2 separate regions of the Hordeum vulgare genome follow, and region 1 is linked to region 2. Evidence: chromatin contacts called from public Hi-C data. All regions are on one chromosome and are shown on one strand. Each heading gives the region's core, a stretch centred on a gene start, on an enhancer-like site or on the middle of the called end of the contact. The rest is flanking DNA. Distances are from core to core; before and after follow the strand shown.

The links. A called contact is a pair of places that touch in the nucleus more often than the background predicts.
Region 1: a contact with region 2 is called in a Hi-C map of seedling, with 5 times the contacts expected there. The contact joins the promoter of LOC123438595 here to the enhancer-like site in region 2. A contact is called at or near these places in 2 of 6 Hi-C or Micro-C datasets (leaf and seedling).

The regions. Positions count from the first base shown.
Region 1 is chr1H:377,617,060-377,623,799 of MorexV3_pseudomolecules_assembly, forward strand. LOC123438595 (AP-3 complex subunit delta) reads left to right here and starts at 1,968. Exons shown (of 1, transcript XM_045115790.1): 1 at 1,968-5,076. The coding sequence starts at 2,050. The coding sequence ends at 4,896.
Region 2 is chr1H:376,875,664-376,882,057 of MorexV3_pseudomolecules_assembly, forward strand. No RefSeq gene overlaps it. Among protein-coding and RNA genes, the nearest start is that of LOC123438475, 68 kb to the left of the region's middle. Within about 2 kb of position 2,113, at least 3 of the 3 cell types and tissues checked have open chromatin away from gene starts, as enhancers often do. A contact at or near this core is called in leaf and seedling, where this site is marked.

The sequences.
Region 1 (6,740 bases), core at 718-3,217, 740 kb after region 2:
CGTCACTTTCGTGGGCTGTGGGCCAACCACATGCACAGAAATCAGGTCGTATGCGAGTGTGTAGTCCCACCTCGCTTGGACGAAGCAAATGGGGCACAGAGCTTCGGCTATATAGGAGGTTGCACCAGCCGCGGTGAGCGCAAATTTCTTAAAGCAATGCTTTTCGGTGTAAACCCCAAACCGAACCGAAATAGTCGGTTTACCGAAGATTCGGTTAGCTCTTTGGGTTGAATTTTTCGGTTAGTAAATTTGAAAACCTAATTTTTGAAAAACCGAATGGTAGAAATCAATTTTTCGGTTTATGCCGAATGCCCACCCTGAGACATATTGGGGGTCTCTAAACCTTATGGGTATGGTGCCGCAACTTGACGAGAAGCTTGTGTCAGTGGCCTCTTCCATGGACCATCGGGGGTAACATCAGGTTTGACAGTGTACGGGCTGAAACTTATAAACTAAATAAGAAGGTGGAGGAGCTGTGAAATATGATCGATTGGTCAGATATATCTAGGGACGATACCAATCGTCTATGGCTGAAATTCATAAACTAAAGAAGGTGGAGGAGTTGGCAATTCTCCCCAACTTCACATTGAGCTCCTCCACCTTTTTCTTTAGTTTATGTACCGGAAGAGCTCAATGTGAAGTTGGGAATGACAAGCCAATCCTTCATCATATTCCAAATTTGGAGTGAGAAACAACATTGGGAAGCAAAATGCGCAACAATTTTTGGAGCTCTATTGCACAAAGAGCAAATACGACAATTTTTTGGAGCTCTATTGCATAAATAGCAAAGCCGACAATTTGGCCATCCACACTTGGCAAAGCCGATCTGCCTCCCTAGATCGATTTTAAATGTTGAGCCAAGCGAATAACTTACATCTAGAAGGAGCCCAAACTTTTTAGCTGGTGGTCTTGAAGCTGGTGGCGGTCGCCCCGATGAATTGGACACGATAAAGGGGAGTCGACGGAGTAGTCCCTAGAGGTCAAAATTTTCCACGAGATGGCGTCGTCGCTTGGTTAGTGTGGAGTTGAAGTTGGGAGTGAATCACGAGATGTTAAAAATATCATGGGTGTGATGCAAACATGCTCCCGTTCATGGCTGAGTTGAACCTGGGACATAAATCACCCAAGTCTAGTGTGTGACATTCCATTCAAACCATGGACAATAGAGCTACAAAATGCAAACATACATCTTGATGTTAAGCACTCCCATCCAGCCAAGAGTGATGGGATGGAAGATGACCTCTGGAGTTATTTTATATTTGCCACCATAGACTTTATTAAAGTGTGTCCCGAATAAATGCCCTTTTTATCTTGTCCATCAATTGTAAGACCTCGGTCGAAATGTCGACGAAGGTTAGGTGATATACCGTGATTGCAGTGAGGACCGCCTTGACCAACATTGTGCGGCCTCTGGTGATGAAGTGCTTACTCGTTTAAGGAAGTTATTTTTCAATAATATTATCATCATGGTCTTGGAAGTAGATCCTCTTGAACCGTCTCACATATAAATGGAATCCAAAATATTGAATGAAAATGGAAGAAAGTCATGCTTCGCCTTATATCAAAAATGAGGTCTGTGTTATAGGGCCAAAGAGGGCTTTTGAAAGTTTGTTTTCAGGTAGGTGACCTTTCCAAGATCTTATGGTATCCATGATTTAGTTTGGTATATTCCTAGCAAATAGTTAAGTACTTCCTTGGTTTTAAATTATAAATTGCTTTAACTTTTTATGAATCAAACGATGCATAGACATGTTTTAATGCATTTATTCGTTCATTTCTAACCACATGTGATTAATATTAAATACCCGAAACAACTTATAATTCGAAAGGGAGATAATAGCATTAGCAAGCAATGTAAGAAGTGGTCATGGCAGTACTAAGTCTAAAATTAATCTCTGTGGAGTATAATAGATTGGAATTAGATTTGACTCATGGTGGCGACTAGTATTTCGCTATTCTAACTAGGCCCTTATCGTTGCAATGAGATCCTAGCCTGCGCGGACGGACAGAGGACAGATCCACCAGGCAACCATCCTTCTCACACCTCCGATGGCTTCCGCCCCGTCGGCCCCGTCGACGGCGCCGTCGCTGGTGGACACTCTCTTCCAGCGCTCGCTGGACGATCTCGTCAAGTCCCTCCGCGCCGACCCTTCAGCCGCCGGCGAGTCGTTGGCCGTCGGCCGCGCCCTCTCCGAGATCCACCGTGAGATCCGCGCCCCGGACGCGGCAACCAAGGCCGTCGCGCTCCAGAAGTTCACCTACCTCTCCTCCCTCCACTTTGTCCCCGTCGCCTCCCACCCGCTCGCGTTCCCCGCCATCGAGCTCCTCGCCTCGCCGCACCTCCCGCACAAGCGCCTCGCCTACCTCGCCGCCTCGCTGTCGCTCCACCCCGCCTCGCTCTCCCTCCTGCCGCTCGCCACCCACCAGATCCACAAGGACCTCTCTCCTTCCACTTCCGCCGCCGCCTCCCACCACGTATGCGCCCTCGCGCTCCAGCTCCTTGCCTCCCCCGCCGCAGCCGCCGCGCCCGACCTCGCCGTACACCTCGCGCACGACCTCGTGCCCCACCTGTCCCGTGGCAGCCCACGCGCTATCGCAGCCGCAGCGCGCATCATAGCCGCCTCTCCGTCTACTGGCGTGCCGGTCCTCTTCAAGCCGCTGGCTGCATGTCTTGCTTCGTCCGACCAACGGGCGTCAACTGCGGCTGCATCCGCCTTCTGTGAGCTGTCGGCGCCGCCGGCCGATGTGGCCCCATTCCTGCCTCTCGCGCCTGACCTTTACAATCTGCTAACCACATCCCGCTCCAACTGGGCGCTTATCAAGGTGCTCAAGATATTTGCTAGGCTGGCTCCTCTGGAGTCGCGTCTAGCCGCACGGATTGTTGATCCAGTCTGTCAGCTCCTCACTCGTTCTTCAGCCATGTCGCTGACATTCGAGTGTGTCCGCACGGCGCTAACTGCACTGCCGGCGCATAATGCCGCTGTGAGCCTCGCCATTGGGAAAGTCAAGGAATTCCTTGCTGCTTCTGATGATCCTAACCTGCGTTATCTCGGGCTCTTGGCACTTGGTATGCTTGGTCCAGCATATGCATCAACTGTCAATGAGAGCCGCGATGTGATCACCCTGTCACTGGGTGATGCTGACTCAAACATCCGTAGGGAGGCATTGCACCTTATGATGGGAATGGTTGATGACAACAATGTCATGGATATTGCTGGCATGCTGGTCAGTCATGCCGCAAGGTCAGACCCAGAGTTTGCAAATGACATTCTTGGGGCCGTCCTAACAGCATGTGGGCGCAATGTATATGAGCTGGTGTCAGATTTTGATTGGTATGTCTCACTACTCGCAGATATGGCTAGGAGCTTGCACTGTGCGCAGGGGGACGAGATTGGTCGTCAGCTTGTTGATGTGGGACTTAGGGTGCATGATGCACGGCCAGAGCTTGTCCGTTCAGCTCGATCTCTCCTAATTGACCCTGCTTTGCTTGGGAACAATCTCCTATGCCCTGTTCTTTCTGCTGCTGCATGGGTCTCTGGTGAGTATATAGAATGTAGCAAGGATCCTGTTGAGCTTGTTGAGGCACTATCACAGCCAAGGACTAGCCTCTTGCCAATGCCGGTGAGAGCCGTCTACATCCAGGCAGTACTTAAAGTGATCATCTTCTGTTGCAATTTATATGTAGAGAGTTCGAATGATTCAAACAAGGGATCGGATCTAGTGTTTGATGAGTTAGCTGTTGATCAAACTGTTAGTAGGGGAAGTAAGTCTGAAATTCAACCTGCCGAAGAACAAATTGTTATGCCAGGCACAGCTAAAAATGACCCCTTTTCCAACAAATCAATAGTTTACATCATTAACTTGATTGAAACAACAGTCGGGCCACTTGTTGAGTCCAAGGAAGTTGAGGTCCTGGAGAGGGCACGCAACCTGATGGGTTTTGTCCATTTGTTAAGGGAGATCTGGGAGTTGAAGGAAAGGAAGGTCAGTGATCATAACAAGCATAACCGGGTCATGGAGCTCATTAAGACTATGCAAACAGTATTCTCTCGAGAATTAAGCCCTGTTTCTGTGAATGCCCAGAAGAAAATTTCCCTTCCCGAGGATCTTGTCTTGCAAGAAAATCTGTCTGAACTTGCTGACATTTTAAGTGAAGATGATACTATTCTGTCAACTTCGATCTCTTTCTTATCTCGCAGCTCTCATTCTGTAGAGACTAGAGATGAGCCTGCAGTAGTGTCAGTTGATTCATCTTCTCTTTTTGAGCACCGTAAACGGCACGGGATATACTATCTCCCAACAGGAAAAGCTGAGGATGACACAAATAACTACCCTTGTGCCAATGATCCTCTTCTTTCTGGTGAGAATGGAAGTGCCATGGAGGATAAATCCGGGACTGTCCAGCCTGCATCTGCTGGGAAAAAATTGAAGGCCATGAGGTCCAGACCAAAAGTAGTGAAATTGGATGGTGAAGATTTCCTAAGTTCTATGATGACTAGTGCAAACGTTCTGAAGGAAAACCCGTTGTCTGGTGCTGTACGTGGTATGCTCATGGGTAGAGATGCCAAGCCATTATGTTCACCGAAGGCTGCAGATAAGTCCTTGGAAGACATGGGCAACAAAATGGACATGGGCGAATCAAGTTCTCAATCGGTACAGAACATATATGCTGATACTGGAAGCCTTTCTACTTCAAGTTCTAGGACAAGTAAGCAACATGATCTTACTAAAGAGAAGAGCACAATACCTCCTGACAATGATAGGAAAGAGGCGAGAAAGCATCGAACCTCTTCTAGGAGTGGGCATCGTCAAGGAAAACATAAACACAGAGAAAGACCTAGTACTCAGCCTGATGTTGCACCTCAAGCTCCGGTTGTTCAAGATTTCCTTCTGTAGCTGCCGAGAGATTTTTTTGCTTGGTATGTTACTATCACGAAATACATGTTGATGTGTTGTAATGTTCATTTGAATGAGAAAGAACATAGGTGTAAATGAATGTTAACTTCTGGTAATATTTTTGTTAGGTCCTTGTATACTACTCCTAAAGGCTAGTTAAATTAGATGCCCATTTAAAAATGTGGTACATGAAAGTGCCACTGAAAATCACAGTTATATTTTGTGAGGTTGGTGTTTAAAAAGAGTATTTTAACTAGAGATGTTTTGATTAAAAGAGGTGGAGTGGAAAGTGATAGATGCTTGTTTTATTAGGAAAAAAAAACTATAAACCATCTATTTCTTCACTGTTCTATTGCTAGATATATCTGGACTATAGTGAAATGTGCGTTTGGTATTGATTTTCGAGCAAACATTGTAAATGATCTTTGTACTCCCTCGGTCTTTATTTACTCTGCATATTAAATTTGATTCAAGTAAAACTTTAGAAAGTTTGAACAACATTATATAAAATAATATGAACATTTACAATAACAAATCTATATGACGTGAAAGTTTATTCGATAATGAATCTACTGGTATTGATTTGTTATTGTATATGTCTTTTTTTTTCTGAAAATATGTATATGTTGACATTTTTGTCTATAAACGTCGTCAAAGTCTACGAAGTTTGACTTTGTACAAATCTAATATGCGGAGTAAATAAAAACGGAGGAAGTATGTATGTTTTGACCTTTGATGGTAAGGATAGACAGCTAATTTCAATAGGGATTGCTGTTGTGCTGTGGGCAATCTGGAAACCAGAAATGCTGCACACTTTGAGAAAAAGTTCCCTTTTGATCCTACAGTAGTATAGTTTCTCAGGATTTTTGCATAGAGGAAACCTGCAAAAGGCGCAAAGACAAATGGCCAAAAAGCTTCAGCTAGTAGCGGTTGAAATCTTCCTTCGTTGAAAAGGGTGGGCCGTGGGGGTTCCTATGGTAAGTCAAATGTTGTAAGGAGAACTTGGTTGGTTTAGGATGATGGGACTGAGTTCTGTTTTCTTCTGTTTGAGATCTTTGGAGAATTTAGTTGACCCCTGTGGTGTTTTGGTTCTCGAGGATGTGTGTAGCTGTAGCCTGTATGGTGGTTTGGAGCTTGCGAGGTCAGCCTGTATGTGGGTATCTTGATGTGGAACTTGGATCTTGTTCAGTTTTCATGGAAATGGAAATTAGGGCGGGGAGGCCCTTGGGTTGAAAAAAACATGTTGGTGTGTTATTCTTCCTTTTTGTGCATAATTTATTATTTTTGTTTATTTTCATTTTTCTTGTATTTTCATCGTCAAGCACTTGAATAGTTCAATGCCCCCCCATAGGAATTGATCGAGTCATCACACTTGTGACCTGAAGACTGCAGGTTCGAATCTTGTCCCCACCTCTGCATAAGTATCCACCAGTTTTCATGGTTTTCATGTTTCTTGGTCGTAGAAGTAGAACCTAATTTCTTGAATAGGGCTGCGGGCAGGAGGGTTTTGTTCGTGCAATCTTGTTCGCAGCACCATCTCCTCTGGCAAACCCGATCGCCCTCTCTAACCGAATGATGCGAGATGCAACCAACCTGCAGCCCTTTCCATAATTCCATTCATATTTGGGGACTTGGTACAGTTTGCTTCTTGTTTTCTAAAAAGAACTGCTGAAGAATGCCCGGCCGTACAGGAGAATAAGGGGCATCCGGGCACAGCTGAATGCAGCAACAGACAGCCACGCTATGGATGGCCGGTATGCCAAGCCATTACACCCGTACAAGGATTGTTATACAGCAATGGAACGATGATCCCCAACGCACGGTGTTAGGTAGATTTGCACGCG
Region 2 (6,394 bases), core at 863-3,362:
ATTGGAAATATGAACACTTTTTTAAAGCATGACCATTTTTTGAATCTTGAGAACAATTTTGAAAAAATCCTGAACATATATGGAAGCCGAACCATTTTAAAAGAACAGGAACATATTTCTAATTAGTGAACAAATATTTAAAATTTTGATTGGTTTGTTTGAAATGAGAGCATTTTTTGAAACAAAGACTTTTTTGAAATTTCGAAATAAAAATTATAAAATAGGAACATTTTTCGAATCTGCGTACAAATTTCGAAAAAAGATCATTTTTTGAATTGTAAACCAATTTTAAAACCTAATTCAAATTTCAAATTCGTGAACAAAATTTTAAGATTGTGATTCGCTTTTTGAAAATGAGGACATGTTTTGAAAACATGATCATTTTTTGAAATTTCGAAAGAAAAATTGAAAATGGGATCAATTTTCAAAATGTGAACATTTTTTGGAACCGCGAACATTTTTCAAATTCTGAACAAATTTTAAAACATGGACAAATATGAAATTAGTGAACAAAATTATTAATATTGGAACATTTTTTGAATTGTGAACAACTTTTCAAACCACGAATATTTTTTGAATTGTGAACAAATTTTGAAACATGAACAAATTTGAAATTCATAAACAAAATTAAAAAATTGTGAATAACTTTCAAATCTGCTGAAAAAATTCGGGTGATTTTTGCTTCTCCCTTTTTCCTTTCATTTCTGTCCGTGAGTTTTTTTGCTATTTGTTTTTGTCAAAAAATGTATGTTCACTAGTTTCACAAAGATTCATCACGACAAATAAATTATTAACATATATTTACGAAAATCACCATACATTAGACTTAATATTTAGATGGGTAGTGGGAAATGGAGCGAGATGTTCTTGCCGTTCATAAATTGGCACTGCCTATGTAAAATTCATGGTAAATAAGAAGTTCAGTTTGTAAAAAATGAAGTTCATTCTATGTAAAAAAATCTAAATTAAAAAGGTTAATTGTATATGTAGTTTATTCTACATTAAAAGTAGTTTGAATTGTATTTAAAAATATTCAATATATATAAAAGTTAGTTAGTATGTACTAAAAAAATCCTATGCATATTAAACAATTATTCACTATGTTTAAAAAATGAAAAAGGAAAGGCAGAAGAAAACAAAAGGAAAAAGTTGCAGCAAGTGTGCATTGCTTCTCCCACAGGCACTGTATCGAATTTCAGATCCTATTTGACGCTCCTGAGCTTCAAAAGGACATGCCTTCGCTGAACCTAGGCTCCCGACGGCCTAATTTGGACCGTCGCACGGTTACTCTGTTCTTTTCCCTTTTTTTTCCTGTTTCTGTTTCTATTTCGATTTCGTTTTTCTTCTTTTCTGTTTTGACTTTATCCTTTTTTTATATTTTCTTTACATTTTCGTATATTATGCAAAGTTCTTCACGGGGTTAAAGAAAATTTTAGATGAATAATTAGAAAATGTTGAACTATCTAAAAATGTTCAGCGTATATCAAAATATGTTCAATGTGTATTTCAAAGTTATTCGCCGTATATTATAACAATAAAAATAAACGTGTATTCACAAATTGTTCACCGTTTATCACAAAAACATTGAATCCTCATTTAAGAATTGTTTATCGAAAAAACGTTCAATGTGCATTTCAAAATTGTTCAGCGTATATCGCAAAAATATTTAATGTGCATTTGAACAAAAATCATTGTACATAAAAATGTCAATATTTATTTTATTTTGTTCACCTTATATCACAAAAAATTTCAATGTATATTTAAAAACTGTTCACCATATATTTGTCAAAATGGTTAATATGCATATAAAAAAATCATTGTATGTCCCCAAAATGTTCAATGTTTATTGAAAATTGGTCAGCGTATATTAATAAAATAATGTATATTAAAAATGTTAAATAGTCGAATGTTTTTTAATTTTTGGATCTGTCACGGCATTTGGTTCTTATACTGTCGTCCGGACTATTTAATCACTAATGGTATACTATAACGTGAGGTATCGAGTTTGATTATTTGTAGATGTTTTATTTTTTGGGGATTTTTACAAACAGCTAGCTATAACGAGGACAAGGAACGGGCTGGCCCATCCAGACAGCGGCTTGCGCGAAAGCTGCTCTGTTTGACGCACGCGAGCGGCGACTAGGGAGCTCGTATGGAATTGCAAGAGCTATGTGTCACCTGTACTGATTGCTAATAAAAATCGCCTACCGGCGACAGATTAGCGGGCTCACCCACTTAGCTATAGTTGCTACTGCTCCAATCGATCCTTATATCCTCCATCAATCCTTTGTTTTCGTTTCTTTGTTGTATTTTCGTTTGTTTTACTTTATTTCACCGATTACCTTCGATTACCTTCATTTATATTTTTTGCACTGTTTTTTCTTGGGTTTTTGTTACTTTCTTCGTATTTGCGTTCATTTTCTCTGTTTCCACATTGGGTTCTTTGATTTTTCTTTCTTTCTTAATTTACTCCAGTTTTCTTTATTTTTTCATTAGTGTTTCTTTCTTCCTTAATCATATTTTTTGTTTCACTCGGGTTTTTCTTCATTTTAGGTTTTGGTTTTCTTTGTCATTTTCATTTTTTATGTTTTAATTAGTTTTTAAACAAATATCTACATTTTTCATACGTATGAATTTTAGTTTATACATTAGGAACATTTTTTACACATGCTTAACATTACTCGAATGCATGATAAGTATTTTCTAAATGTTTTGATGTCTACATTTTCTCTACATGTTTAAATTTTTTACTATACATATAAATGTTCATTATAAATGTTTCATTAATTTTTTTAATATTTACAATCCAATATGGTTTGATCTTTTTTAAATAAATATAAAATATAATTTAATACCATTAAAAACTTTTAAAATGATGAATATATATCTTAGGAACTGTCCATTTTTTAGATTGTAGAAAATGTTTTCTTGAGCAAATTTGTTTCAAACGTTTATTTTTTTAACTTAAAATATATTTTTAATGACACGACCATCTTTTACAATGTATAAACATTTTCGTAATTTTTATTCACAATGTACATTTTTCGTATATGTAAAATTCATTTTCTATATATGTTTAACATTTTTTTGATGCAAGAATTACAATTTTTAACTTTTATGTAAATAATATATATATATATACTAGGATAAGACCCGTGAGTTGCTACGGGCAAAAGACGAAAAATACCTTAATTGTCGTGGCAAGCTTCGATGTTTCTCTCCGGCCTTTTGCTTCTAAGCTATGTGGTTCATCAATTCGTGAGCTAGGTCTTGTGGAGGCACGACGTTGAGGTGTGAGTGAGGGGATGTCGGGATGCGTTGGTGTGGCGGATGAGACGAGGGGATTCTGAGGAGGGGCTGCGAGGATGACGAATTGTGTATGGGATAGTCTCAGCTGATTTGGATTAATAGTGTGTAAAATTAAGATTAACTCGCACTGAAATTACCATAGTATGTGGTAGTTCCCTAATGCTACTTTCTAGGGCTTCAATAAATTTTAATACAAATATTTGCAGAAATATTACATATAAAATATGCAATAACATCACAGTGAACTCAACTTCACCTAGCAGCAGTGATTCAGAAGAGCGGCTGCTCGAGTACACGTAGCTTCTTGAGGAGGTGGTCCTTGCCAAGCCTCCTTCTGCTTTGCCCCTTCATATGAGGTGTCACGCCCTTAGGCTTTCCATTATGTTGCTGATGTCATATTTTAAAAAAGCGTGCCACGCACGCGTTGGTGCCTGATGAAAAACTTCGAACACCTTCCTCACAATGTGAGATAATTTGGCACTGCTATGCGCAGGCCCGCATGCGTAAAATAAAAAAGTCTATCCCAACTACCAGAATCTCCCTCTTCACACGATCTGTTAATCTCTTCCCCATTTCCTCCACTTTGTCGCTGCCGGGTCGTCAATCTGCTCCAGGGCGAGGCAAGGGAGAGGTTGAGCCCCTCCAGCACCGGGAAGCAGAAGCCCAACGTCGGGAGAAGTAGGAAGTGTGGCGTCCTCGGATCCCTGCAAAGGGACCTCACCGCCCGCGTCGCCCGCTCCGCCGCCAGCATCCTGCGTTACCCCATCGAGGCGTTGTGCCGCGACCGCGGGTCGGTGAGGAAGCCCATGATGTGCAGCAGCAGCGGCTCCGACAGGTACAACAGCGCCGACGCCCCCGTCGCCCACATGCCTGCCTTGGCCTCTGCCATGTCATCGCGCCGCGGGGGACCGTGTAATAGATTTTTTCACCCACTGGGAAACGGAGGGCATCCATGCCAAATCTTTATCTAATAATAAAGAGGCTATCGCTTTCGTCGGAAAACCCACCGAAGTATTTTTACAAAAAAAGCCCTTATTATTTATGACATTCAACCCGCAGTCCCTTCATAAGTGAATCTCAGAAAACGTTCATGTTTTCAAAAAGCCCCTATATTTGTAAGAATTTGTAAGAGGAGCTCCCAAGCTTGACTGCACCCCAAACTCCCTCCGTCGTAGCCCGACCCCGTCGACCTCGCGTCGTCGACTAACTCCAGACGAAGCCTCGCCGGCTACCCAGGCCAGCAGCGCCGCCCACCCCTTCTTCTTCCCTCTTCTCTTTCTTCCGCCTCACCATTTTCTCTCTACCAGGAACCGCCATGGACGCCCGAGCTCGTAGTTGCATCCCCAGCGCGTCGCCGCTCAGATCCGCACTCCCTCGCCCAGATCCGGCCGCCACAGACCCATTCCCGTCGAATCCCACCCCAGGCGTCGTTGCTTCGCCTCTGTGCATGTTTGGCTTCAGATCGAGCGACGGCTCCCGATCCAATCGTGATGCAGGACGACGGCGGCATCGCTCCGGGAGGCGGGGAAGTGGCGGACATCGGGGAGAGACGGATGGGGTCAGGATCCAGTGCGGCGACGCGGAGGCCGACGACAGCGATGCACCATGGCCATGGCGGCTCGGTCTCCTGGGAAGAAAATGTGAGGGAGGGAGAGGAGGTGAGATGGAGAGAAGAGAAGACAGAGTAAGGAGGGCACGGCTTCCTGCTACTGGTCCGGCGGCGGCTCCGGTCGATGGATCCAGGTTTGGTTTCAGGATTCCTTCCCTTCCCGCTGCCCAATGGTGGTTGCCCAGCTGCACCTCCCTGCGTTTGTGGAGAAGCTGTCACCCTCGCCTGCATTTATCTAAACCGTGCATGCAGTATTTAGTACCCACTGCTACATGTTCAATATATGTTCACTCTAGTTATTGGAACTATTTTTCTTACAACCATACTACTACTTGTATGACTGAAATTGTATGATTTCAGTACTATCAGTGATCTAAAGATGCCCACACAGAGTCGACGATAGTGGTGAGGGCACAACGAGCTGCTTCTTCCAGTTCAATAGGCAGTCAAATCGGAGTATTTATACATCATCTTGAGGTATGTAGTCTGATATCCACGATAATACATCTAGAATACAATAGTGAATTTTGATCGAGCAATACCATCACAACAACTCGTGTACATGTACCCATGAGAGTGTGGTTAATTATTTTCTTTATTTGGCGGCCTTTTGTGCAAGTTCTTAGATTTTGTTTGTGCAAGTTTAGATCAGAAGCATTCCTTCACATTTGACCCACCCAAGGCACAGCAACCCGTGCGTGTTTAGACACTTCCTCGCCTATGATTGTATATCGTTGTCAATGACTCTAAATAAATACACACTGGATGAGAATGCACAACAAGTTGTTCACCCCTTGCTCTATATATCCATTAGTTGATTTAATATTTTGTCAATTACTTTCTAGCTTTGTTCTTCTTTTCTTTTTTGGCAGGTAACTAGCTTTGTTTTTCTACGTGGATAGTTGCAAGTAATGCTTCGTGAAGACATATTGTTGAAGAGTACTTCTTCTCATTGGGTCATGGAGAGTTAAAGCGGAAACGACGTTGGAGACAGTTGGCTAGGTCAGACCTATCCCAAATTCGGTAGAGCGACCATGCGCGGATTTGGGCAAAAACATTTTTGCTTGACCGGGTTTGATGTCGGCGACGTTAGGTAGTGGTTGTCTGTTTGGGTTGGCTTGAATGGTTATTTTCATTGTTTTTTGTTGGTTTTCAGCATGTTTTTTCTAAGAAATTGGCCAACTCTATATTTTTGCTTTTTATCTTACTTATGAAATCATCACGTAGCTTGTAAGAAATAAGTACTTGCTCGTAAAAATAGATAATAATTGCAACATTTGGAATCCAAATACATTAGTTTGAATAGTCGATTGGAAAAGTGGTTAGCCCAGTTCAAAAAAAAATTGCACTCAATTGTACTCTGGAGTGCATATTTGCTTAAATTTAATACACTTTATGAGATGAAGTAGAGGCCGGTGAAGGCATTAGGGTGGCTCCTTCACATCAATACTTCATGATCTAGAAAGCAACAATTCA